4 separate regions of the Mus musculus genome follow, and regions 2, 3 and 4 are each linked to region 1. Evidence: chromatin contacts called from public promoter capture Hi-C data. All regions are on one chromosome and are shown on one strand. Each heading gives the region's core, a stretch centred on a gene start, on an enhancer-like site or on the middle of the called end of the contact. The rest is flanking DNA. Distances are from core to core; before and after follow the strand shown.

Region 1 (2,851 bases), core at 346-2,845:
AGCAGTTAGTGCTCTTAACCACTGAGCCCCCAAATATTTTAAAATCATCATCAGCAGCAACAGCAAAAAGCTGTCCCCTCAGTTAATTATCAAAGCTTATCTGCTCACCAAGACTGAACAAACAGATGGCTTTTCCCCAAAATTTTTGCATTCCAAGAAGCCTAACTCCTTTCCAGGACCTCTGTCCTCTTAGAATCTTGACTGTGAACTCCAAATGGTCTTTCAGGGTCTCATCATTCCTTCTTAATGCATCCGCCACCATGAGCCAAGAGCATCTCTTTCCCCCTTAAGTGAACCCGATGTCTATGTCTCTCTTTACTCAGAAACAGTCGTGACTTTGGGTTTTTACTGCTTCTGAAATAATAAAGTTTACAGTGCTGGATTCAAAGCCCTCACCGGATCTCACCGGGACAGCTGTCATTTGTTGGAGCCTTCCTGTTCTTTTCTGAGCTGCCCACTCTCCCTGCCACTCTATTCATGCTTTCTCCTCTGTTTAGATTATCATTTGTTCTTTCTATCATAAACCCATTTTCTGGTGTCAGTTTCAATGTATCCTCAAATACAACTAAACTATGGCTTATGGTTGTATGATCTGAGGCCTCCTTGGCCCATCACTCTCACTGACTGGCTTTTCAGGCTTCCTCGGACACTGGATTATATCCTCTGGTACTTTCCATTTAGTTTCCCTCACTAGGTAGGTAACTTCTTATAAAGCCAGTGTGTCATAATCCCAGGCTTTCAAATTACAGAGCAATCGTTTAAATTAATATTCACGTTTTTGGTAATCTGCAGTACTTTTGGGTATCAAAAAAATCTGTGGGTTTAAAAAAAAACAAAAACAAACTGAAGGTTGACCACCCTGAGATATTCCTGGTAAGGGCTTTTAAAGCTGTGTTCAGTATGTGACTTTTTCTTTATTTTCTAGATTTGTCATATTTATTAAGGACTCTCATTTATAATGGCTGTTCCTAACAACAGCTTATGTACATGACCTCTAGCTTTCACACACCGTTGCCAGTTAAGCTCACTGAGATTCTTTTTTAATTGAGCGGTTGGTTGCAGATTGTTATAAAAGTGGATTTTAAGACAGGCACTACATAAAAATTGACGTAAAATCTCTATATGAGGCACAGCAAACACACATTCTGACTTCCAGAAAAGTCTTCAGAAAGATATCAAAAGCAGTGTAAAGGAGGAGAAATGTATAAAAGCAGGTTATGGACTCTCTTTTAAACAATGAGAACCAAACCAAACAAACAAACAAGCCGGCACGTGCACCGCAATGCCGGGTCTAAACCGCAGGCAGGTCCCCAATTATCCTCTCACGTGCTTTGGGAACAATACAGGAATTCCCTAAAGCTGGACCCCAAACGGCCATCAGCGTGTCACTGAGACACAATCTTCTCCCAGGAGACGGGAACCGAGGAACGACAACCCAGGAGGAGAGCGGCGAAGACACCAAAGCTGGGGAGACCCCCGTCACGAACCTTTCTCAACAAAGCGCAACCGCAGCGCACCATGAGCTCCAAGGGGCAGGACTCCCGCCCGCAGAATCCGGACAAACTTCGGTCGGGCGCGCGTACTGACGTCACTACTGGTCGCAGAGGTGACGTCTCAGCGGATCCGCGCCTGCGTGCTGCATCGCGCTCGAGGAAGGTGGGCGTGTGCTTTGGACGCCTCTGGGTGCAGGAAGGAGAGTGCAGAGCCCAGATTCGTCTAAGTTGTGTGCAAGGGGAAGCAGGGCTCCGGGCAGGAGTCTCTGGAGTTGACGCTTTGAACGCTATGCGCTGGAGACTGGCCTGCCTCACAAACATTTTTATGGTAGCTGAAGAACCTGAGGTGCCAGGATTTTCTCACGATGAAAGACCCCTCCAACAGACACACTTGTACAAAACACCGAGAGCTCTAAAAGACTGCTGGATGATGGCTTGAGCAATTTTTCTAGCCAAGGCTTAAACTTCAGGAACCAGTCACTTAAAACTTGTAGCACAGAAGTATTGAAAGAAGTGTGACGATCTAGATTTTTACAAAGGATGATGTGTGCAGTGGAGGCAAACAGAAACCCCAACCTGGACTCAGCCGAGAGTTTTCACCTTTCATTTGAAGGCTGTCCTTGTGAGAACACGAGAGATTACATTCCAGCTTGGAGAGGAAGCTTCAGAAAAAGATCACTGAATGGCAGGCCCATTTCGCCAATCTTTCTGCCAAGTCTTTAAGTGAAAAAGGCACACGAGCGTACTAGAGGGGTCTCCCTTCACTGCTCATTTATTATTTTCTATCATTAGAATTATTAGGTTTAGAATCCTTGGCGAAATGTGACTCAGTCATGGTCACTGGCCAGGGCAGTGCAGCTGAGAGTAACCTTAAGGAATTGTTATGTTCCGTTTTTCAGTATGAGGTTGATTTAAAGTTAGTTACAGATAGCCCGAGGTCCTGCGCCTCTAAGGCCGCTTTCCTAGCTGGAACCTGGCAAAGGCTAGTCTTGAAACTCTGAAAATTGCAGTTACGGGCATTCTGCTACATGCCTGAGTCCTAGACTAGAAAACAGGACTCCAATTCATTTAGATAAGGTTCTGCATCCTAAACAATAGGATGGGGAATTTGGGAAAGGAGCGAGTCCTATTTGGAAGTACACAGTGTGGAAACTACTGCTCAGTCTAGATTAGTTTACTGTTCCTGGACTTTGAAGCTGTCATTTTCATTTAGATGTTTGGTTGGTTGGTTCTAGCCTCTGTAGATTAACATTAAATATTGACCCAAATGTCAGATGTTAGCCTCAATAAATATACTTACTATTTTAAAAACCAGAATATTAAGTTGCTGTTATCATACTTTTCCTGTTAAATCTAGA
Region 2 (3,250 bases), core at 549-3,048, 2.0 Mb before region 1:
ATAGTGGAGTCGGAGACATCAAAGCCTGCCTCCATCGAGACACTTTCTCCAACAAGACCACACCCACTCCAGCGAGGCCACACCTTCTAATAGCACCACTCCCTATGGGCCTATGGAGACCAATTACATCCAAACTAATACAGGACCGTTTTAAGAAAGAAAGTGGAGATTGGAATATCTGTTGCAACAATAGAGGGTGAGAAAGGAGAGAGTCTCTGTCAGCGAGAAGAAGATTTTCTTTGAGGTACTGGATTCCATGCAGGGCCTCGCACATGCTAGGTAAATGCTGTATCACTGTCACTGGTGTTACTCGTAAACTTTTATTTCCCTAAATTAAATGTCATCTCTGAGGCTTACTGCCTCAGTCTGCTAACCTAGGCCTGGTCCTGGAAGCCTCTGTGCAATCTAATATAGGCCTAGAATGTTTTACAGGCTCTGATAAGTTACTGCTGAAAATATTCACCCTCTCTTGTTCTTTCTGAACTCTGACTGGCTGGTTCAATTCAGCTGTTCTGGCTCAAATTCCTCTCCAAGCTGACTGGTTCTAACTGGCTTCTCTCACTTTCTGACTGAATTGCTCTGATTGGCCCCGAGTTAACTCTGGCAACCTGTTCTAATCTTCTGGCTCCTTCTCACTCTCTGACTCATTCTGTCTTCACCCGTGTCTAGCTTGTTCTCTTTTCAACCCATCTCAGTAAAACTGCCTCTCTCCTCGCTTTCTCTCTGCACTGCTCTCCTAAGTGGCTTCACTGCCTCTCTCCTGACAGTTGGGCATATTCTATATAGTCTATTTTGTCAGGTTGTTCTCTGATTCATCACTTTGTCTGCCACTCAATTACACATAACTTTCAAATATGGGTGCTTCCTTCTACAAACTAACTTTACCTTCACTGTTTGGGATTAAAACTGTGTTCTAAGTGCTGAGTCATACCACAACTAGAAACAACTGTTTTTTAGTAAATAATACAATCTCAGGTTTCACAGTGTGATCACATATCCTGCAGCATATACCAGCCTTTTTCCCTTTGAATTTTACTTTACACAATGTCTAAGTTACCCAGATCAGACTTGGACTTACTTTGTTGCTCAAAATAGCCTCAAACTCATGATGTCTACCCACCCACCCCTCACCTCATATCCATGAGGTCTGGGGAAAGGCTAAAGGATTTTCTTCAGTATAATGAAAGTCCCATATTTCCATTTTCTAAAATTTCAGAAAGGATTCTGATCGATTTTATTCCTGATGCATTCATGTTGACATGAATCCATAAGTCACTTTTTCTAAGCCTGTGAATAGTCAGAGAATATGGTGTATTAATTAGTCTCTAGAGTCTAGACCACTTCTGAAGTTTAAGTCCAATCCAGATAATCCCATAGCACCAAAGCAGTAAAGTCTAACCTGTGTGTGTTTATCTCCCCCTATGAGTTAATAAACACACCCCTTAAAGATAAGGATTATGTCTTAACTATATTTGACTGGTCCCAGACTCATTTTTTTAAGTTTTATGACAATTTTTTCCATTAGACTTACTTTATGTGTTTGCCTACAGGTGTGCAGTGCGTGTGCCTGGTACCCACAAAGGTCAGAAGAGGGCATTGGATACCCAGGAACTGAGTTACCGATTTGACTACAGAGTGGGTCCTGCTCAGGAATGGTTAAGTGGGTCACAGGAATCCTGCTGCAGCTCCTGGGAACCGCAGGCGGTCGCTAGCGCCGGGCTGTCCTCCGCACCACCAGGGGGCGCCGTGGCGCATACGGTCTCCCCGGATTGGCGGGGCGCCGCTCTCTGGGCGGGGCATAGAGGTGGTAAGAGGACTCGCGGCGGGCCGCTTCGGCTTCTTCTCGGGCCTGCTCCCTCGGCGGCTTCCCGCGCCTTCAGCCGGCCACCATGGGGAAACGGGATAATCGCGTGGTGAGTATTCGGCGGGGAAAACGGAGCAGTGAGGCGGGGCCGGGCGGCAGGCGAACGAGCGGAAGCCGTCGCCCGTCGCGGCGGGGCTGGCGGCCGCGTCGCACTTGGGGCCCCGAGACCCCGCGCCGTGCGATGCGCGTGCGCCTTGCCGGTCCTCAGCGTCCTGCTCGGCCGACCCTGGGGCCTGTCGCCCCGCAGCGGTAAGGGCTGTGAGCCGGAGCCGCCGGTGCCGAGAGGCCCAGACCCAGCGCAGCGGGACCACGGGGATGGGGGTGGGGGACAGGGATGAGGGCTTTGGGGTACTCTAGACTCCAGTGCCCTCGGAAGTTAGTGACTTCTGAACCCAAGTTTCTACCTGTGGGAATGGGAGTCCTCCTTAGTCACCGCTTGACCACAAAGGCAACTGCCCAAGCGAACGCGAGTGGGTACCTAAAGAGCTGCCCGGGAAATGACAGTGTTCCCCGCTCTGTCTTAAAAACAACAACAACAACAAAACAAAAAACAACAACAACAACAACAAAAAACGTCCGTTTTAGTTTCTTGTGGTTCTGTCGTGGAAGCTCGGTGGCCACTAACCTTGCTCGCACTGTGCAGGAATGTACTTTCCTCCTGGCTTCAGGACGAGACCGTAGAATGAATGGAGTTGAGATGAATAGAATAGAATAGACCAGTTGAAATGGTCTATGTGTGTGGGCATCCAGAGTTCGACATAGTGCTTGGACTATTAATGTCCTCAGACACATCTCACCTGATTCCTGGAGATTTTTCTGTTTTGTTTTGTTGTTATTAATGATGCTATCGTTGTTTTAAAGATTATAGGCTTGCTTACAGACATTATTACAGTTTCTTACTGAAATCCAGACTTTCATTTTACTGGAAATTTTTATTTACACATTCCTTAAGGCATTTTCAAAACCTATGAAATTAGTCTCGTTTACTGGAGGGTGTTGACAGCTCTGTACTGTTCTGTTCTGTTGTCATCGCACAATATGTTCTAGTAGCATTTTGTTTGCACTTAAAAGATTCTAAGACTGAAAACATTACATCAAAAGGTGGGAGGTGTTGGAGATGTAATGGAGAACTAATACTTAGGGCAGGGTAAGGATGCTTAAACTGTGACCAGAACTTGTATCATTTGCTACTTGGTTCAGTCCTCATGGATCTTGATATCTCCCCCAGCCCCCCACACCACCACCAGCCCCAAAGTCTCACTTTTTAACAGGACTTTTAAACCACAGCTATCCTATACATCCTGGTCCCACACATAGACAGCTTCTCCATCATCAACATCCCCCACCGTAGAGATACAGGTGAACGTGCAGTTATCTTTCAGGAAT
Region 3 (3,061 bases), core at 264-2,763, 2.2 Mb before region 1:
GAGTGCTAAGACAGAGATCAGAGACAGAAAGCAGAAGGAGGCGGCTGCAGCCTTTGTAGTCGCGGAGGAATGCGGAAATGTTGAAGCGCTATGTCAAACTTTTTTGAAATGGGGTCAAGTCACATTCAGCCAGCGTGGGAAAGCAACAACAACTACGAAAAAGTGGAGGAGGGGAGGGGGCTAGGCACCGCCGCTCCGGTCCGGGGGGTGTAGGCCCGCGGGGGTGGGACGGCTGCCCCCTCCTGGAGCCTAGGCTGGACACCGGCAGAGGGGGAGGGCGGGCGCCAAGGCCGTTGCTCCCGCTACCTGTGTGGCCCTCGACCTGGCTCGGACCCCCGGGTGAGGGCTGGAGGGTCCTTTCCGCAGCTTTTTAGGAAAGCTCTCAAAGGAACGGGGAGTGGCCCTGCCTTGGCCGGGCGGTGCTATGCTGGCATCCAGTGGGGGTCGCTCCATGTGTTCTTTAATACCAGGCAGAAGAGCGTGGTGGTGGGGGGGATGGGTACGGGGCAGGTAAACGCATGCAGACCGTTCCGGACACGCGGCTGTGGTGGAACAAGGTCCAGCCCAGACTAAGGCCGCTGTGGGACGGGAAGGCTCACTCGGTCATCCCTAAACAACAGAACGGGGAGGGGGCGCCCGACCGCGCGCGTGGGACCTAGCCTCTGGCCTTTGGAGAACAGAGCGACTGTCTCAGCTACCGACATTCAGCCGCCCAGGATACCGGGCGGGGATTCGGAAGTCTCGACACAAGGGCAGCCCCTTCTCACACCGGGGAGACCTACGTTTACTGCCCCCTACCCCCACCGTCGTAAGGGCGGTTGCTTTTGCACGGCTTGAAAACTTAAGGACCAGTCCCGATTAGCTAGCAAAGTCCCGAAGTTACTTTTTCAGGACAGGACGAGTGAAAGTGTGACGTACCTTCCTTTCCCACATCCTTCGGATCTTTGTGTTTGTGTATGTGTGAGGTGGGGAGCACGACACTACTCCCCTTCCAGGACCCCTCGCTCTCCCACCTCTAGTAGCCCCAGCCCTCCCCTACCAGATGGTCTGTCCTCGCTGAGTTTCCACCAGGGAGGTCCTCCGAATCGGAGGCAGAATTTCGTCTCCCACTAAGCTTGCCATACCCCAAAGACCATTTGTGAGAGCGAGTCCCTTTCAAATGTCTCCCTGTAGAAAAACTGAAAGTAGAAAAGAAAGGAAGCAATTTCCGAGCAGATGTCTGACCACCCCTACTCGCATACTCGCAGCATCGGGTTACAGGGTTCTAGGAGCCCCAACCCCGTTCTGCGGCCCCACGTGGGTGAACCCCCGGTGCTTTTACGCCAGCTTCCGAACTCCCCCAGGTCGCCCCATACCCTGCACGACCAGGCCCCTGGAGTCAGGGAGGGCAGCGGAGAACAATAATATAGGTATAAATATTGAGCCGTGACATTGACGCGCCCGGCGCCTCCCCTCCCCCGCGCTCCGGGCACACTCTGGGCTGCTCGGCACGCCCCCTCTCGTCCCGCTGCGTCCCGCGCTGCGCTCATCCCCGAGGGGCCCCAGCAACCTCTCCTTCGTGAAGACTGCACGAGCCCTGCTGTGGAAGAAAAGTAACTTGGTTTTTCTCCGAGAAACCCGGCCCGATTAGGCAACCAGTGCGAGTAGAGGGAGGAGGAGAGGAGCTGGTGGAACCCTGTGGAAGTCTCCCGGGCAGTCTGATCACACTTTCTCCTTGTCCTCCGGTCTCCTCCTCCTAGGTGCAGAGATTGTGGGCAGACTATGTAATCGCTGCGGAGGGGGAAGAGGAGGGATCGGCGCTCTCCTGCGGCGGCGGCGCGGCGACTCGGCTAGGCGGAGTTTCGCAGCGGCTGCGCCCGGCTTGCACCCGCGGGCGAGAAGGTCGGTCCGTCTAGCCCGGCGGCCGCGAGTCCGACTCCCCGAGGCGTGTAAGGCAGCGAGTGAGCACCCCGGTTCCACTGTGCCGCACCCGCAGCCTGAAGCCAGCATGGAGAAGGACAGCCTGAGTCGCGCCGATCAGCAGTATGAGTGCGTGGCGGAGATCGGCGAAGGCGCCTATGGGAAGGTGTTCAAGGCCCGCGACCTGAAGAACGGCGGCCGCTTCGTGGCTCTGAAGCGCGTGCGAGTGCAGACCAGTGAGGAGGGCATGCCGCTCTCCACCATCCGCGAGGTGGCGGTGCTGAGGCACCTGGAGACCTTCGAGCACCCCAACGTGGTCAGGTGAGCCGGGAGCCCTGGCTATGGGGTCCGGGAAGGTGCTGGGCAAGGGGCGGCTGGTGGCCCAACTAAAGTTAAGAGTTGAGTTTCCCCAGATAAAACCGGTGACTCTGTTAGACAGGGCAGAAAAAGAGACCTGCGGTGGCTTCCGGGCAGCCAAGCTATTCTGAAGAGCTTTCGCTCTGCGTGCCCCAAGGGTTCCGGGGGGGCGTTGGGTGTCTTTTAGGGACAAAACCAGACAATCCCTCCAGCCCTTACTTAACTTTCCCCGTCGGTGGGGGGATTTTTGAGAGACAGAGTGAGATAGTTATCCAGCTTGCAGATAATTAGAAGGAAACTTTAAGGGTGGAGCATAATGTAAATAAAGTTTAAGAAATGTGTAAGAATGTGTTTGCCAATCAAACCCACAGTGGTGACTTTTTTTTTATAGTTGTAGAATGGTTTCTGATGGTCTTAGAAGTTCAGAAGTTTAGACTCTGACACCTAGTGTTAAACATTGTTTGAAAAATGTCTTTCAAGGCTGGGTACTGGGAACACTGAACCAGGAAGATCCAGAGTTCAAGACCCTCCTGAGCTACAAAAGACCCTGTCTGAGAAAAGAAAGGGAGGGAGAGTGGGTGGTAGGGTGGAGGGCGATTGCTTCTCAAAGGGTTTTCTGATTGTATCATTTAGTATCTGTGGACTGGTATGATCTGACTTAGAATGCCTCTCTCATTGGTTAGATGTGAGTCTGTGCTTTAGATTTTAAAGCCTCTGTTTTCCCTGGAAGAGTTGTGCAGGTGGGTGGGGGAGGCATTCCTAACCCAGTCTCCTGTGACTGAAGATAATGGTGTTTTCTCGAAGA
Region 4 (2,962 bases), core at 411-2,910, 2.7 Mb after region 1:
AGACTACCACCCACTTCCCACCCCCACCCCCCACCTCTCCACCTGAACACACTCCACCTCCCCACCCCTACCAGCCTGCCTAAGCAAGTTAGTGGATCCTGAGGCTTGCTTGCTCCAGCTAAAATTCTCCTGCCTTTTTCTCCTGAGTACTTGTTGGGAGCTATTAAAACAACACAATTGTCCTGATCTCTGAATTGGGCCTCTCCCCCCCCCCCCGAGAAGAAAAGGGGGTCAAAAGCGGGCCACTGACGCACCGCTCTGAGAACAACCACAGAATGTTCCAGCCCTAAGTCAGCGCCAGATGTCCTGACCACAAGATGTACCCTGATACCACCAAATTCCTGCTTCCCCTTGTAGTCGCCAAAAGAAAAATTTCAGCTGCCCCATCCCTCCTGCTGAGAAGTACTTCCTCCTTTGCTTGTACATTTCTGCTGCCCGTTCCTCCTGCTGAGAAATACTTCCCCTTTTGCTTGTGCATTTAAGCCCTGAGCCTTGCTGAATATAGTGACACCTTGATGCTACTCAGATTGGTTCTGTGTCATTCCTCGCACTTGGTGTCTGTCTTTCTCTCCCCCCCATTTCGTTCTTAAGAGAAGGTCCCCTCGAGACCCTCAAATAACTGGACCTGCTGGACGGGTCAAGTACTAGGAGAAATGCTCTGTACTATAAGTGTGTACTCTGTACTCTAAGTACAGAGTCTTGTGCTCTGGTTACACAGCAGAAGCTGAGAATTTGCCACGTTTAATCTAGAAGTGGCTTGGGAGCTTCCCAGCTTCAGGGGCAAACAGAGCTTGAAATATTAGCAGAATAATATCTATCAAGTCATTATATAATCCCCATACCCTGCTCCTCACACTGCTATGAAAAGATATCATGACCAAGGCAAGTCTTATACAAAAAACATTTAATTGGGGCTGGCTTACAGGTTCAGAGATTCAGTCCATTGTCATCAAGGTGGGAGCATGGCAGCATCCAGGCAGGCATGGTGCAGGCAGACCTGAGAGTTCTGTCTTCACCCAAAGGCTGCTAGTGGAAGACTGACTTCCAAGCAACTAGGGTGAGGATCTTATACCCACACCCACAGTGACACACCTACTCCAACCAGGTCACACCTATTCCAACCAGGCCACACCCCCAAATGGCGCCACTCCCTGGTCCAAGAATATACAAACCATCACATTTACACATGTTCTATTTCGTTAAACAGTGATTAATGACACTAAAGAATATTCCTTAAGTGCTCAGTGCACACTGCAATATCAATTTTTCTTCTTTTCATTCTAAACAAGATAATAAGGATTTAATTTAAAGGTGGATTGCAGACACTGAATATACCATTTGCTGGAAAAGACATAAAAGGGGTTTTACAAGCACCTCAGGAGGACGTAGAGGATACAGTTACTTGAGCTGATTTAGCTCTAAGAAATGTAATCTCTGGATTAAGAAGTACTTAATAAATATTAACGAGCTGTGAAGTAGATATGCTTTATGTGGCTTTTACAAAGACGTGAGGAAATTAGTAAAATGACTAAACAATTCCCCTGTATGACAGCAAAATAAAGCAACTGCGGCTTCTGCCTGCGCCTTTTAACTTGGCAGTCTCCACCATCCCGCTGCCCTTCACTCTACATTTGGAATCAATCATCAAAGCATGCAGAGCTGGGAGCATTCGGTTTCAGAAAAGAGGCCCAGAAAAGCTGAGTAGTAGAAGGAATATGATTGGATCAAATGAAGAAGCTTCAGCCATGATGCTGTCTGAGTTCACTAACCCTCCGACTGGAGCCCAGCCACGGCCACACAACACAGAGAGCTTATACTTGGACACTGGGCAGGCTGGACTTTTCAATACCCTGCTCCAGGAAATGAGGGAGTTTACTTTTTCCCATGTTTTGTTCTTTTATTACCAGTCTAAAACCCCAGCCTTCCTTTTGTAGTGATGAACTCTGTGAGGACAGAGTGGACGTGGTTATTGTTTTTCTTCCCTTTGAGTTTCCTGCAGTGTATGTGCATTTTAAAGCAATTAGAGAGCTGTGTGCTTCCCTTGCCAAGAGACAAGTGCAATCAGATTTTGAAGAGATTTTTTTTGTTTCTTATTTTTTGTTTGTGTATATTGTGTGTTCATGCATGTGTACACAAGTATATGAGTGTGTGTGTGTGTGTGTGTGTGTGTGTGTGTGTGTAGACAGGTGTAGGACAATGTTTAGGACTTCCTGATTGCTCTTCACCTTACTGATCACTAGGGTCAATGAGAGATACAATTCATTCATCAATTTTAAAATTAGGCTAAAGGCTTTTTATGGAAAAATGAAATTGGTAAACAAGTGATCAGAGCGCTGATATCTAAGAAACAATTCAAAGGAAAGAAAACCCACATGAAATGAAGAAAGGCTTCTGACAGCCTCATTGTTACACACATACACACCCCAACTCAAGCAAGAAGCTGTGAGCCTGGAGGAGTGTCAAGGGGACCAAAGGAAACACTGCAGATTTGAAGCAAAACTCAAACAATGAAAAATAGAAATAGAATATCCAAAAATCACTAGAAAAGTTTCAGAAGTATTATGAATTAGAATTAGAATTAGAATTAGAATTAGAATTAGAATTAGAATTAGAATATGAAGTGTAAGGCAGAGAGGAAGGGAGAAATAATAATGGTCAAGAGTTTCCCAGATTAGCGGCAGTCACCAAACTGGAGGTCCAGGCAGCTCAGAGAATACCAAAATGTGTAAATATCAATACAGCTGCACATAGGCCCATCAGATTCAACTACAGAAAGCCATAGAAAAAGAATGGGAATTGAATGAAGCTAATGAACAAATACATAAGATAAAGCCAGACTAGGTTTTCAACCAACCTTAGGACCTCTACCAAGGCCTCCCTTCCAAGTCTACAAGATACCCAGCAATGTGTCCATATTGTAAACTGGACTGCATACGAGTATCAGACATCCAAAAGAGATCTA

Evidence for each region. Promoter capture Hi-C pulls out the DNA fragments that hold promoters and counts their contacts.
Region 2: a promoter capture Hi-C map of pre-B cells shows a contact between it and region 1, with 8 times the contacts expected there. The contact joins the promoter of Fam133b here to the promoter of Gtpbp10 in region 1. A contact is called at or near these places in 2 of 39 promoter capture datasets (liver and pre-B cells).
Region 3: a contact with region 1 is called in a promoter capture Hi-C map of pre-B cells, with 5 times the contacts expected there. The contact joins the promoter of Cdk6 here to the promoter of Gtpbp10 in region 1. A contact is called at or near these places in 2 of 39 promoter capture datasets (embryonic stem cells and pre-B cells).
Region 4: a contact with region 1 is called in a promoter capture Hi-C map of cranial neural crest. The contact joins the enhancer-like site here to the promoter of Gtpbp10 in region 1. A contact is called at or near these places in 7 of 39 promoter capture datasets (cranial neural crest, embryonic stem cells, frontonasal cranial neural crest and 4 more).

Annotation. Positions count from the first base shown.
Region 1 is chr5:5,557,946-5,560,796 of GRCm38.p6, forward strand. It overlaps Gtpbp10 (GTP-binding protein 10 (putative)), which reads right to left and starts at 1,596. Exons shown (of 10, transcript NM_153116.2): 1 at 1,488-1,596. The coding sequence starts at 1,520.
Region 2 is chr5:3,542,035-3,545,284 of GRCm38.p6, forward strand. Fam133b (family with sequence similarity 133, member B) reads left to right here and starts at 1,799. Exons shown (of 11, transcript NM_001042501.1): 1 at 1,799-1,913. The coding sequence starts at 1,890.
Region 3 is chr5:3,342,380-3,345,440 of GRCm38.p6, forward strand. Cdk6 (cyclin-dependent kinase 6) reads left to right here and starts at 1,514. Exons shown (of 8, transcript NM_009873.3): 1 at 1,514-1,592; 2 at 1,740-2,220. The coding sequence starts at 1,988. It overlaps Gm36470 (predicted gene, 36470), which reads right to left and starts at 1,180. Exons shown (of 4, transcript NR_168898.1): 1 at 919-1,180.
Region 4 is chr5:8,296,526-8,299,487 of GRCm38.p6, forward strand. The region is part of intron 3 of Adam22 (a disintegrin and metallopeptidase domain 22); the gene reads right to left. Among named protein-coding and RNA genes, the nearest start is that of Gm23993, 55 kb to the left of the region's middle. Within about 2 kb of position 1,661, at least 28 of the 459 cell types and tissues checked have an H3K27ac peak or open chromatin away from gene starts, as enhancers often do.